Regions from separate parts of the Mus musculus genome. Here region 1 is linked to region 2. A link is a contact called in public ChIA-PET data. All regions are on one chromosome and are shown on one strand. Each heading gives the region's core, a stretch centred on a gene start, on an enhancer-like site or on the middle of the called end of the contact. The rest is flanking DNA. Distances are from core to core; before and after follow the strand shown. Region 1 overlaps Npas2 (neuronal PAS domain protein 2). Region 2 has its middle 70 kb from the start of Gm35222.

What was found. ChIA-PET counts read pairs in DNA pulled down with a chosen protein or histone mark.
Region 1: an RNA polymerase II ChIA-PET map of memory CD8 T cells shows a contact between it and region 2, with 5 read pairs. The contact joins two enhancer-like sites. A contact is called at or near these places in 1 of 484 Hi-C or Micro-C datasets (muscle stem cells) and 3 of 115 datasets of contacts at active chromatin or transcription factors (embryonic stem cells, heart atrium and memory CD8 T cells).

The regions. Positions count from the first base shown.
Region 1 is chr1:39,278,642-39,282,606 of GRCm38.p6, reverse strand. The region is part of intron 2 of Npas2 (neuronal PAS domain protein 2); the gene reads right to left. It also overlaps the pseudogene Gm17904. Among named protein-coding and RNA genes, the nearest start is that of Npas2, 86 kb to the right of the region's middle. Within about 2 kb of position 1,461, at least 88 of the 459 cell types and tissues checked have an H3K27ac peak or open chromatin away from gene starts, as enhancers often do. A contact at or near this core is called in memory CD8 T cells, where this site is marked.
Region 2 is chr1:39,095,790-39,099,533 of GRCm38.p6, reverse strand. No RefSeq gene overlaps it. Among named protein-coding and RNA genes, the nearest start is that of Gm35222, 70 kb to the right of the region's middle. Within about 2 kb of position 1,708, at least 18 of the 459 cell types and tissues checked have an H3K27ac peak or open chromatin away from gene starts, as enhancers often do. A contact at or near this core is called in memory CD8 T cells, where this site is marked.

The DNA of each region.
Region 1 (3,965 bases), core at 212-2,711, 180 kb before region 2:
GATTCCACCTCATATTTTTTGTTTATTGTAGTCCCAAGGGTAGTAGAATATCACACACACACACACACACACACACACACACACACACATGCACAGATACATGCACAAACACATTCATACACACAGACACACACAGAAATATACTACACACACACATACACACATACACACAGATACACAGACAGGCAGCCCCCCCCCCTCCAACACTAGCCTGGGTGTGCAGTAGGACATGTCATCTGAGTTTGTATGGTATAGTCTATGATGCTTGCAGAGACAGAAATCACCATATAATTCATTTCTGGGAGTCTGTTTCTGTCAGTAAGTGGCACCCGGCCATGTTGCTTTTCTCATCCTTTCAATGGTCCTATGAGGTAGGTACCATTCTTATATGTTTTCCAGGTGAAGAAGCCAAAGCACTGAAAGAGACCATGTGACTTATCACCATTACACAGTGGGACAGCTGCAATGCAGGCTGGCTTAGACATCACTCCTGCCCCTTGCTGTAGCTTCCCCAAGTCACGTGGCATCATCTTCTAAGAAGCCACATACCCAGTATTCTGGGAGCCCAGAGTCAAGTGTGACTAATGCTGATGGCTTAGTTTTCATTCATACCACAGGAATGAAACCCACACTCTACAGAAAACAGCGTCTCACAAGTCTTTTCCCCTTAGAGACAGGACAGCATAGAAAATGGAGAACAGAGTCGGACGCCAGCCCCAGGGCCTCAAGGAGTAGCCTTTCCGTTGCTGCGGTCAATATGATTGGTGTTGGTGTTCAGCTAGCATTTCCCTGATCTCCTTCAAACAGTTAGGATGGTCTTTCCCTGCCCTGAAAGTCAGTGGCCAGTCACACTGTGGCTCCTTAGACATGGAAATGGAGACACAAATAGCAAGGGGTCTGTTTCCAGTCAGAGGCTCAAGGTCCCTTCAGAACTGCTGGGTCCTGCCTTGGCAACGAGCCAGAGGAACCAAGGCAACGAACGCTTCGCTCGTCCTGAGCTCCGGATTGAGAACACTTAATAACAAGAGCCTTGATATGATAGTTTGGAGAGGTGGTGGCACTCTGAGGAGGTGGGGACTAATAAGAGACTATTAGTTTTTCACCCTGGGAAAAGATTAAGACTAAGTAGGTTGTTAGGAAGCAAGTTTGTTTTCTTAATTTACTCTTGTTTCATGTCTTGCTCTCTCATCATCATATCTCTCTGTCTCTCTCTCCCCTCTGCTTTCCCGCCCCTCCCCCTTCTCTTTCATGTGAACTCACTCACTCACCCTACCATAAAGTCCTTACTGGAAGCCAATGTTACCATCATGCCCTCAGACTTCGGGGAGCATAAGCAAAAGGACCCTTTTCTTAAAGACTCTACTGCCAGGCATTTTGTGGTAACAAGGCAAGAGTCCTCTTAAGCTTCTGAGATGAAAGAGAAAAGGGCTCCCCAGACTGTAGCACTTCGAAACAGGAAATATCATCACCCTGTCGCGCAATGAGGAAGAGGCGAAAAGGTAAACAAGGTTTCACATGTGACTCCAAGGCAGATTTATATTTATGGGAGAGTTGAGTATGTCCTGGTTGTTGCCCGTGTTTGGGAATCCAGGCAAATGTACACCTGAGTCTACCCAGCTTGGGCAGTACAGGAATGGCTTTAAATTCAGGTTCAATGCATACTGGGAAGGATTTTTACCATCTTCACCAAGAAGGGAAACACCATGCCCAGCTTCTCCCCATTTCAGATTAGCCATGAAGAAGAAGGTATTGATGAAGTCAGTCCCATTGCCTACCTGGAATGTTCGGACACAGGAACCCGTCAGAGGCGTTAGCCGCCGAGGCAAAGTTCATCTTTAAACATTCAGTCTCATACACTGAGGAAGAAGTCATGAGGCTTCCTGAAAATAGCAGCGATTAGCTTTTGATTCCACAGCCCGAGAATCTAGGGCTTCCAGGGCCACAAGCGGTGTGGCAGCAACACTGGGCTGGCTGACAGGACGAAGAGATTTCTGTTCCAGAGAACACTGCTGATTATTTTTAAATTTAGGCTTATGGATAACACAGAACGGAGCCTCCAATCCAAAAGATATCCAGATGGCCAAGACCTTTACAGAGGGCACTAAGCCAGACTAGCACTCCCGTGCCTATTGCCAGGCCTGAGACAGGTCTTCAGATCTCAGACACACCCACAGTTATAATGTAAAGACCAGGGTGGTCTTTACATTAGACTAGTACTACGTTTGTCTACATTGTTTAAGTACTTGTTAGGTCATCTCAAGACCAAGACAGATGTGAATGGAAGAAAGCAATGTAAATGTTGTCACAGATTGATGAAGAAAAAGCCACTAGGCACCCAGCTAGGCATTAGAAGTTTGTATGAGTGGGAGACCTCACACAGAACTCCAGGGTGATGTTGTGGCTGTTGCCCTGTGCAGAAAAGCTAATATCAAGAGAAGAGTCAAGGGGGCCAAGTGATTAACCCCTAAAAGCCAGAGGAACTGATTTTGTTTCAGGGGTCCATATTGAAGATCAGGACCTAGAAGGCACATTTACTCCAACTGTAGTCACTTCATCAAGATGTACAAGAAAGAGAGCTCACAGCTGGAGAACAGCATAGCACATGGCAGGTTGTTGAGGTCTCTGATGTGCCTTATCTGGCCTCAGAGCGTCACACACAGCATAAGCAGGCTTTTGCTGATGCCAAGGAGAGTTGGTGACCTGCTTCAGGCAATGGGGTAGCACCTGGTGCATTATGGGATGAAGTCATCAGGCTCTGGGATGAGTCTGGCTACTTCTTGGCTAAGTGGAATGAAGCAGCACCCACCTGGTGAGCTGTAATGCAAATACCAGAGGGTTATGGAAACCCTGACCGCCGCTCATTGCGATTGTGTCTGGGGTGGATGACTCTCATCTTCTGGCTGAGTTCTGATGGATAAGTTTGCCCTGGTACCTGGGTTTGCTCCAGGAACCACCATCCCAGGCAGGACCAGGGTGAGGCCTCTGAGCAGAAAGAGAGGACCCCCCCTTGGAGACAGTCCAAAGGACTCCCAAACAGGGAAGGAAACAGAAGCAGCTGTTGGAGAAAATCTGCCAACATCAGGAGGTGCTGAAGGCCATGCGCAGCCACTCCCAAGCTCATACCCTTTTGACATGACCACCAGACCTCCCGCTAAAGAACTCTTGTGTGGATACCTCTGCATTCTGCCACCCCTCTACTGACAGTGACTAAGAATGTTCTGAGGAGAATCCATTCTATCCAAGCTCCCACAACAACCAGCAAAGGCTCCTGGCTGTGCTCCCAAGCCTTCTGCATGGATACCCCAACCCAGAGCCAGTACCTTCAGGCTGATCCAGCCACCCGAGGTACCCCTCTCTCAAACCTAAAAATCCTTCCGTCAAGACGGTATCCTGGCCTACTCCTTTAGTGCAGACCATCACTGTCTTTACTCCTTAACTCCAAGGGCCTTCAGGGGAAGAGGACCAGGCAGGCTTAAAAGAGTTCAGAAACATAAAGGGTACCTGTGGAGGTGGGTGTGACCAGAGAGTGGTATACAGACCTTGCCAGAGCCACGGAGGTGGTGGGAGTATGGGACCATGGAAGGTGAAGTCTAATGACATATCCACAACCACTGGGTGGAGAAAATCAGTGATGGATGATGTTTGGTTGATAAAGCCACCTCTGGAGTTTCAGACGCCTGACAGACAGAGGAAGGGCGAAGGAAGAAGAGTCTATGGTGATCTAGCCCGGTTGGAGCCCCATACCTCCAGCCATCTCCACTGAGCCTGATACCACTGCCTCTGGCATCATGAAGGCCATGCTCCAGCTTCCTTATGGCGACTTACGGTATTCCTGCCTCCGAGTTTCCCCATCGTGGTTTCTTTGAAGAATGCATGAAGTCATATGAGGCAGGGTTCCAGAATCTGCCCCATCTGCCAGAGGTGTGCCACACTGCTGGCCAAGGCCTTAGAGAAGAACCTGCCCA
Region 2 (3,744 bases), core at 459-2,958:
TCCTGATGAGGACCCATGTTTCCCGGTAACCGAGGCTCTGATTTGCAAACTTGGCAGTCTCCTTTTCCAGAGCAGGAAGCAGGAGGAGGAATGTGGGCCAGAGGGAGTGAAAATAAGTGCTACCCATGAAATCCGGGGATGCAAACACAGCAAACACTAAATTGGGATGTGTGCGTGTGTTATTTTCCCATTAAAATGTTACATCTACAACCATACCACTCCGAATGCTCCTGATGGCTTCAGATAAAATATTATTTAGCATCACTAAACGCAAAGAAAACAGAGCAAAAATGTGCTCAAACTTCCCTGAGTGCTAATGAGAAAGTTCCTGTCCTGGGGAGCTGGTGAGATCTTTTCCACAAGTGGATCTATGTCTGCCCTCGTTTCCCCCCGGAGAAAAGGGAACACCAAAATCTGCTTCCCTAGTTAATGTGCACCAGACTTGGCTGTCCCTGCGTGGATCTGTGGAATGATGGCTGGTGATAGACTGCTGCATTTGAAACCGCTCAAGAAATCTTGCCTTCCGGTGCGCTCTAGAGTGTCCTTGGCTCATCCAAAGCACAGAGAGATGGCAGCTGGAGGGAGGCTGGGTCACGGTGAAGCTTGCCCTCTAAGAATGCTTGCTCCGTGTTGGCCAATGACTTCTGGGCATGGGGCCTACCTTGCAGTGTGGTTGATAAACCCAATGACATTACTTTGGAGAAAACTGATTTTCCCTCCCCCAGCAGGAATAAATTGCAGGCAGTTTCCAGAATGGGCCACCAACCCACAATGAGCCCAAATTAGCAGTGTGGGTGACCAGGTGAACCAAATGAGAAGGCCAACTACCCCAGCCTTTTAACCACACATGGTGATATGTGGATGAAGCTCTCCAGGACATCCCAGCAACCTGACTCTAGGGCCATGAGACACCCCAAAGAAGACAGAAGAAACTTCTGAGGCCTCCTCAGCTCACTGACTCATGAGGAATGAGAAAGCAAAGGTTTCACATGGGTCTTCCATAGCCTTGCATAGACGAGAGTCGGCATTCACATCATTGTGTGTATCTCTGTCTTTGGAAAGTTGGTGTGCATTTTCCCAGGTAAACCACAGAGTGGGAGGACACAAGACTTCTATATAAGCTATTTGCTTTCGGTACCAGGCTAGATTTTTAAAAATCTCTCCTGCTCATGAATTTCCTTGTGTAGGAGCAGCTGTCCAACAGATGGCATAGGCAAGTATGCACAAAAAGGGCGACTCTGAAAAGCCTTTGGATAATAGATGTTAGTCTTGGTTGATGGGACTGACTGGGGCTTCCCAGAATGACAGAACCCCATTATGGAGTCAACCATATCCTGCTGAGTCCATCTCCCCAGAACCCGATGAGCACAGGGAAGCCCTGCAGGAAGAGGAAAACCAGGCTTAGGCAAGGTGGCTGCAAAAGAACTGGAAGTCTTGGTCCTGCAGTGAGCTCACTGTGGATCCAGGACATGTTGGCCTTCAGATGCAGGGTTAGAAGGTGTTGCTGCCAAGCAGATGAAGGGGGCTTTGCTTTAGTGGGGGCTGGGGATGCCTCACCATGTGGGCCTGGGCAGCAGCATATGTGTAGACACAGCAGGGCCTCAGCCACAGAAGGGAAAGCCAAAGCGAATGGAATGGCTCCACAGAAGAGCTGCCCTTCTGTGTTTTGCAAGCATTGCCTCCGAAGATACTCCTCTCCTGAGTGAGTGAACTTGTTCTAGCTCACCGCAGTGGGTGCAAACAGACCCCACCCACCATTTCCTGGGTGTGGGTGCTGTGGGCAGATGCCAGAGGGATTTTTAAAAGAAGCCGTGCTATTTAGGGCGTTAGGATCCGCTATCATGCCAAGGCTGCAATATGTCTGCCCATGAGAACTTCCCAGCATCCAGCAGAGGAATGCCATTTCCAGGGCTCACACTGAATCAATACGCCTCCCTGGCACGTTCCTTCTGCGAAGTCACTCTGCAGTCTCCCTTCCAATGAATTCCCATCTCAGAGCTGGGGCGTGGGCCTCGTTTTTAGAGGTGACACTTAGATCCCAGACAGGTTCCTCTAAGTGTCTCTATGATTAGGTTAACTCTGAAAGTGGGCAGGGTGGGAATGTTTTCACATCTGCAAGTGAGACATTTGCCAAGAAGGTTCTAGTTCTGCGTTGTTCCTCTGGATCATGAGATGAAATAGAAAACCCAAGGAAGTAGGGCTTGGTTGGTGGAGCAGATCAGCTCTGACCAGCACAGGGCCTCTGTGCTCATGTGGAAAATGAGAAGTCATTCAGAGAGGAATGTGAGAGGTTATTTTAGGAAATAGAAAAGCAAAATGGATGTTCGCAGACAAGCTAGAATGGACAATGGACCTATATATATATATATATGAATGAGAACATCAAGAACTCAGAGGCAAAGCCCTATTTTTAGACTATTGTATGAGGCTAGGCCAGGGAAGAGTCAATACTCTTCTGACAATGATTACCCACTAAATAGGAGAAGGATAACGAGGCCAAAAATAATCATTGTTTTCAGCCCTCCAAATTCAGGGTGTTCGAAACAGAAACTTCTGAAACATCACCTAGTCAAAAGCCCAACACTTCCTTCCTTCCTTCCTGCCTTTCATCTGAGAGCCCCTGCCATATTACCTGTGCAGGGGTGGGGGTGGGGGTGGAGGACAATTTGGCAGCTTGGCAGCACTAATCTCTGTGTTCCTTGCTCAGGGCCGGAATGTCTTCAGTGTGCACAAGAACAGTGTGGTCAAATGCTGAGTCCCTGCCCAGCTGCAGAGGGTCATGTTCTACTGGTTTAGGACTGAGGATCTAGATCTGGCTTCTCCCCACACACCCAGCAACTATTTCCAAAGGGTTGTATTGGCTTTTGGCCATGGACCTGTAGTCAGTGCTCAGGAGTTGAGGGGGTTTGAGATTCTAGGAATCAGAAGGCACCGGGCATAGGCTTGGGTGAGGCTAAGATGCAAGAAGCTCTTTGGATGAGGGATTGACCTGAACACTGTGGCCATGGTCAGTTAGAACAGCGCTTGGATCAGAAAGAACGTGCACTTCTTGCTCACCTCTCTCTGAACACAGCATAAAGGGCTTTCTGACTTTCTCCTTCAGTCTCCTTCAGTCATGGCGTCTTAGCGTCTTTTCATGTGCTGTGGTAAGGCACCCTAACAAAAAGGAAATGGGTCCATTTTGGCTCTCAGTCCAAGGTTAGAGTCCATCCAAGTGGAGAGATCACTACAGCAGGAGCTTGAGGGAGCTAGTCACGTGCCAGCCATGATCAGAAATGCAGAGCAATGGATGCTTAGCCGACTTCCTTCATGTCACATAGCCTAGGACCCCAGCCCTGGGGATGAGTCCCATGCACAACAAACATGTCATCTCAATTCAGTTAACCTAATCAAAACAGTTCCCCCGCAGGCATGACCAGAAGCTTGCCTCCCGAGTGATTCCGGATTCTGTGGCACTGACGACGCCAAGCATTATGCGTGGGAAAGGCATAGCTAAATGAAGATGTTATGGTAAAATGCCTTATGCAGAGATGGGAAACTTAGCCTGGGGCTGGGGAAAGACCCTGGTAGATAGAGACAGGCACAAAGATGCTGTGTGTGTTGTGGAGAGTGGGCTCAGTCAGGATGGCCAGGCTCTTCCAGGCCGGGCAAAGGATCCACAGGAACTGGTATCCAGGCAGAGTAGATGAAACAGGAAGGAAGCCAGCACTGCCAGGCATAGAATGAGCCTAAAGGGCAGATGAA